Regions from separate parts of the Zea mays genome. Here region 2 is linked to region 1. Evidence: chromatin contacts called from public Hi-C data. All regions are on one chromosome and are shown on one strand. The core of a region is the stretch at or near the end of the contact, and the rest is flanking DNA. Distances in the headings are between cores, read along the strand shown. Region 1 holds the start of LOC100278585. Region 2 holds the start of LOC100282877.

Region 1 (3,081 bases), core at 430-2,929:
CTGTCGCGTAGGACAGTTCGGCTAGGCCGGAGACCTGCCGGATTGACGGAGAGTTGATGCAGATCTGATCCAGCAGCAACGTCGAGGTAGAGCGTGCTGATAACGTGTTGAGAACTACGTTACCACGGATCACCAGATCCGCTCCATTCCCTCCCGTCAGCAGTAGAGGCGCAAGAAGCTGTAGAGAACCCGTCTCCCTTCCATAAGCACGACAGAGAAAACACACGAGACACATGATATAGGGTTGAGCTTCTGGTCTCTTTCTGATCTCTATTCCATATGAGGGGGTACATGTTCTATATATAGAAACGTGATTGCCCTCGGGGGCATACTCGGTATTTGCTCACATAACCCTTCATTAGGGTTTCTCAACATAGAAAACCATATAGCTTGGCTTAGATGGTGGGTGAGGTACTGGTGTTGTTAGTTTCGGACTGTAGGTTCTTTTGCTTCAAAGAAAATGGGCCATTGACTACTTCATGCTTACCAAAAGTCTAAAGCATCTCAAACCCAACCCATGAAAGATGCCCATGTTCAAACATTCCAAAGAAAAAACAAATATTTAAAACTACCAAAGAATATAATTGTACAATAGCTAGGTTAATAGGTTCATGATCTCCCTCAAACCTAACCAACAACAATCTAGCTCTTGTGTTCAAGAGATCTAGACAACCTAAATTATAAAATCCAAACTATTATTTATAGATCTATATTCTCGTTCACCATTTAGGGCTAGTTTGGGAACCCTAATTTCCCAAGGGATTTCTATTTTCCCAAGGGAAATTAGTTCATTTTCCCATAAGAAAATAGAAATCTCATGGGAAATTGAGGTTACCAAACTAGCCCTTAGATTGCAATATTTTCATGTGACTGAATAAGCTCTAAGTCCAGAGGTACAAGTGTTGTTAGTTCTGGGCTTCGGTTTCTCTTGCTTTGAAAAAAAATAGGCCACTAAGAGCAACTCCAATAGTTCTCTAAAAAATAGCTTGCTAAAATCATGTTTAGCAAGGTGCTAAATAGCTATTGGAAGTAAAAAATAACTTAGTCTCCAATAGTTGATCATATTTAGGAAGTAGTTCGATTTTGAATCTAGCTTTAGCCGCACTGCCCCTATATATGAGATCTGCCTGACAATAAGGTTGAGACCAGAGGATGTGATGGCAGAAGAGAAAAGGCCGGTCGATATGAACTATGGAGGAGTGGTGGTCCGGTGGCGCAACCTATGAGAAAGTTGGGTTCGACGGTGAAGGAAAAACTTGTGTGCATACATGTTTGACCTAGCTACATCATTATGCTAGAAAGTGAAAAAAGAGCGTGATATACCTGGCTACCTCACTGTGTGGAAAATAGAAAAATAATATGTCAACTGCATTTAGGGAGTTTCTACCAAGTTGCTAAATGTGGAGAGTAAATAGAGTTGAATAGCAACTAAGTAAATTTAGCAAGTCTATTTAGATAACCATTGTAGAAACATTTTTCTGTTCACTTCTTAGATTTAAGATTTAGAGAGTTGTTTAGATAACTATTGGAGTTGCTCTAACTACTACATGCTTACCAAAAGTTCAAAGCATCTAAAGCCTAGCCCACAAAAGAGGCCCATGTTCAAACATTCCAAAGATAAAAATATCTCATCGCCGTCCACCCCCGAGTTGGCGTGGTCATTCCCCAATCCCCAAGTCCCCAACCTGCAGCCCTGCTTCCACACGACCACAACCACAGGCAACGCAACCCCCAAACCCAAAACCCTACCACGGCGCCCATGGCTTCGCCGCCGCCTCCTCCTGCCCGGCACCCCACCTCCGCAGCAACCGCCGCTGCGGCGGGCAATGGCCACGACACCTCCGCAGCAACCGCCGCTGCGGCGGGAAATAGCCACGCCACCTCCGCTTCGCCGGTGGACGCCCTCTTCCTCCAGAACCTCATGACCCGCGTCCAGCTCCGCCCGCCCTTCCTCGACACCAACTCATTCCTCACCCAGGACCTTGACGACTTCCTCCTCAACGAGTTCGCCGCGCTATCCGCCGCTGCAGGGGCGTCGGATGATGACGAAGACGTGGAGGATGAGGATGGTGGGCTCGCTGGCGGGGAGGGCTCCGGGGAGGCGAGGCGGCGGCGGATGCTGGCGAGGGAGGAGGCGAAGCTGGAGAAGGAGATTGTGCGGATGGTGCTGGCCGGGGAGGCCGAGGACAAGCTCAAGCCCAATTCGGGCCAGTCCGTGGCTGTCGGCGACCACCACCTCTGCGTCGGTTTCCACGACGATGCCAGCGGGGAGTATCGCATCTGGGAATGGCATGGCCACGTCATGCTGTTCGACGACGAGGAAGGATACTCCGCAGAGTACATTTATGGCAACCACTTCGAGCCGCTCGCTGCTGCCACAGCCAGGGCCAAGAAGAAGGAGAAGGAGATGAGAGAGAAGGAATTGAGCATGGGTCTTCGGGATTTGGTCGTGGACACTGACGACGGTGGCAATGCCAATCGCTCCAAGGAGAACGGTAGCAGCGGAGGGCCCAGGGTAGTGCGCAGGAATGTCGTCAATGGCCCAACCACGCCTGCTAGGTAATGGCTTTCTAGAGCTTGCAGTGTGCTTGGTGGAAGAAGCAGTGCCGCAGTGCATCAATCTGTGTGACAAAAACAAATAAAGATCTGTTGTCCTTTTCTCGCTTATAGCTGTTTAAGCTGTCTATTGTATTCTGTTGAGAAATCAATCACATCTATACTTTGCTTCTGTTACCACAGGTACACGTTACCTCTTGGGGTTTTAAATATATTCTTTATTCAATACTTACTCTACATATATGTTGTCTGTTGTGTTAAATGGGTCTTCTTTCTCTTGCTGATCATACGATCATATACAAAGCTGAGAGATCAGGAATCGGTATGGTAGTATAGTAGGTACTTTCTGCCTTTCTCTTCAGTACTCTGCACCCTCTTATTTACACATTGCAACATGCTGTCATGCAGTCGTGGGTCCAGGATTTAGTCAAGCCCGGGTCAACTTACACTATTGTTGCTATAGATAGTGATGTTAATAAATGGTTTTAGAAACATTGTTAAGTAAGTTTTTATTTAGTACACAAT
Region 2 (3,302 bases), core at 708-3,207, 140 kb before region 1:
GACATTGTATTTGTGAGAGTGGATTTGCAACTAGGGCACATATAGCTCTTTTCCATTGCCTTCTTCCTCTTCGGATCAGCAGTTTCCTCCATAAATGAGATAGGGAAGAGCGATTTCAACTTGAGCTTCTCCTGCCCCTCAGGGCAGACAGTGTCGGCGGAGGGTGCATCTACCTTGACCGTAGCTTCAGGAGTAGCTGAAGGAAGCCAGAATGCCTTCATGTTACGGAGGGCTTCCTCTTCAAAAGAAGTGACCTTCACACTGTTCGCTCCATGAAACCCATTCTTGCCTTGGGAACCACTGCGATCATGGTACTGGGGAACAGCCCCATGATTCTGCTGATCAAAGGCATCCAACTCCTTAGCCTTCTGCAGAATTAGCTTTTCCTCCTCCTCTTCCTTCTCTTGCTTCTTCTGGGCCTCGTGAGCTGCTAGCTTACTGGAAGAATAAGAGTAAACCCTCAGTACTCTGTTCAGTAGACTGAATTACAAAGCAGATAGTTCAAGGCCAACTACAAAAATTTTGAGGCTCATCATGAACAACAGGAATTCTAGGTAAGGAAACTACAAGAGGGGAATTAGGGGGTGTTTGGTTCCCACCTCCTAAACTTTAGGTCCTAAACTGCCAAACAATATGACTAAATAAGACCTCCCAAATAGAAATTTTAGGAACTGAAGTTTAGTATGGTGACTAAAGAAACCTAACACCTCCTTAGTCTAATGACCAGTGACTGATGAACATGAATGCTCGCAAAATGAACTTTAGCAAAAAAAACATATACTTGTAGCTAGACATGTTCAAACATCAGGTCGGATCAGGTCGTGGGTTGTTTGGCACGCCCCATACCCGGCTCATGGATTATTACGAGTCAAAAACTATGGCTCGTACCCATCCATTGCATTGCTAGGGTCGGATCGGGTGGCCCATGCTCAGTTCTACTTGCAAGTACAATGAGAAATGGCTAGGGTCAAATGTTGGATGCCGAAACTATACTACATACAAGAGTTCGAATCAAAGACACGGTAGGGGTAGGGCTAGTTTGGAAACTCAAATCTCCTCCAAGGTTAGAGGGGATTGAGTGAAAAATTAGTTCATTTCACCTGAGGCCCCGTTCGGTTCCTCCGGAACCAGTGCCCGGAATGGATCAGGATTGGAATGGTTAACAAATTTGTATTACCTTGATAGCTAGAATGGTTCCTGTCTACAATCCAAACTAACCGAACAAACCCTAAATCCTCTTTGATCCTCGATTTGAGTTTCCAAACTAGCCCTAAAAGATAATTTTATCCCAAGTACAAGTGCGACCTTGCAAAAACTAAATCTAACTCCAGGTGAGATAATGTTGGCCTAAAATTCATGGTCGTGCTTAGCTTAATATCCACACGAAAATCATCAGCCACCTAAGTATAGCACTAATATTAGCCTGACAATTCTTCCAGCAGATATTATGAAACCCTATAGCACCCCTACCACCGCGCACCCTCCTACCCCAATGGCCCAACCAACTACCACTTAAATCAATATAAAAATACTAATAAGCAATCAATAATTTAGATTAGTAGACCGTGCAGTGTTGCTACCTACCGCTTGATGTCCTTCTTCTGGGCGAGGAGGCACTCAAGGATGCACTCCTTGCAGAAGGTATGGCCCTTGGGGCAGCAGAGCGGGTCGATGAGCGGCTTGAGGCAGAGGCAGCAGGCGTCGAAGGGCTTGATGGAGTCCTTCCCCAGGCGCTCCCGCTGCGTGCCGTACCCGAGCTTCCGCTTCTCCTCGTACGTGAAGAAGGCGAGGTCGTTGTTGTTCTTTGAGTGCCGCTGCGGCATCTTCGCAGGTGCCTCCAATCGGCGGAGAGGATGTTGGTAGATCGGCTGGCGGAGGAAGGCTTTCGCTCGCTTGGAAGCCTAGATTTGTTTGACGCGGCACGCGGGGAAGGGGAATAGGCGAGGGAGGAAGATATGATGCTGGTGAGGAGAGGAACCCGTCTGGGTCGGGCTCGGGGTGATTCTGGCCGTGCGTGCAGCGGTGGTGAGCTGGGCCGAGCGGGATCGACAATGGGCCGAACATGTTTTAGGAGTATTAGACAAATACTCGTATTACTGCTTTGTAAAATGCTGGTTATTTACAGTTTTAGACACAGTAAATCTTTAGAGTTTCTAAAAAAAATAAACCTCTATTTTTTGAAGCATTGATTTTATTAAAAAAATGGGTTATATATATAAAGCTTCAACACCATAGTTTTTTTAAACAACTTTAATTTAAAGATTGTTTTAATATTTTTCAAAACTATTTATAAAAATAACGTTATTACTTTTTTTTTAAAAAAAAACTCATCTGCTCAGCCCTGTCGTGGTTTCGAAAACTAGGGGACAATAAGATTTGTATTCAGCAGGGGTGCTAGTATGGACTCACTCCGAATGATGAGACACAAGGGGCTCGAATATGGATCTGAGCCAGGGGTTATACTGGTTCAGGCTAGAGCCTTAGTCTGGTGTAGTGTTGATCATAGTATTGCTTGGAGCGTGTTACAGTTTAGTGCTTGTGTGTAGTTGTCTTCTGAAGATGGGGGTTGTCTTGCCATTTTATAGCTCAAAGTTAGACTTTACAATGAGAACTTGTATTCTGCTCGGGTGGAGTTCGGGCTCGTGCTTCCAGGCTGCGTAGCCTCTACGATGTCGTCTGCTAGGTCATGCGTCGCCGTACCCCTTGTATGGTGTTGCGTCTTGTTCGTTCATCATACGAGTTCCTGTAGCTATTTTTATGTGGTGTCTAGTGGGTCCCGCTGAGTCGGTTCTTGGTGAAGTTTAGGGACATCTTCAGTACAGGTTCATCTTCTGTCATCCCATCTGTGTCACCTTCCATCATGCGTAGGCATACACCTAGAACGGTGTATTGCCATGTCCCTTCTAGCGTATATATGGGTCACTGTAGAGACCCCAATGTTGAGATATTCGTGGCTGGGGTTGACTGGTACCACCGATCAGCGAGGGTGATACTCTCCATAATGTATTCGGCGTCATGTTTGACAGAGGCACTTCGGTACTGCTCCCATGGTTTGGACATGGCTTGGTCACATCGTCGTGGGCCTCATTCTCCCTAATAATACATGATGCTGGTCACACCACAAACACTGTTGGTATGATCTCACAAGACTACAAACCCCTCTTAGTACAATGATGGTGCACACAAGCACTGAGTAGTAAGAGGCATACAAAACTCACTAAACACTAAACCTAAATCTAGATCAAGCGCATAAGTGGTGGTCCAACTAGTCTAAGCACTCCATAAAAAGCACTTACGTTGAC

Evidence for each region. A called contact is a pair of places that touch in the nucleus more often than the background predicts.
Region 2: a contact with region 1 is called in a Hi-C map of leaf, with 7 times the contacts expected there. The contact joins the promoter of LOC100282877 here to the promoter of LOC100278585 in region 1. A contact is called at or near these places in 11 of 25 Hi-C or Micro-C datasets (ear, endosperm, leaf and 2 more) and 1 of 3 datasets of contacts at active chromatin or transcription factors (seedling).

Annotation. Positions count from the first base shown.
Region 1 is chr1:41,866,311-41,869,391 of Zm-B73-REFERENCE-NAM-5.0, reverse strand. It overlaps LOC100278585, which reads left to right and starts at 1,679. Exons shown (of 1, transcript NM_001151816.1): 1 at 1,679-2,732. The coding sequence starts at 1,760. The coding sequence ends at 2,563.
Region 2 is chr1:42,010,000-42,013,301 of Zm-B73-REFERENCE-NAM-5.0, reverse strand. It overlaps LOC100282877, which reads right to left and starts at 1,957. Exons shown (of 2, transcript NM_001155783.1): 1 at 1,585-1,957; 2 at 1-438. The coding sequence starts at 1,823.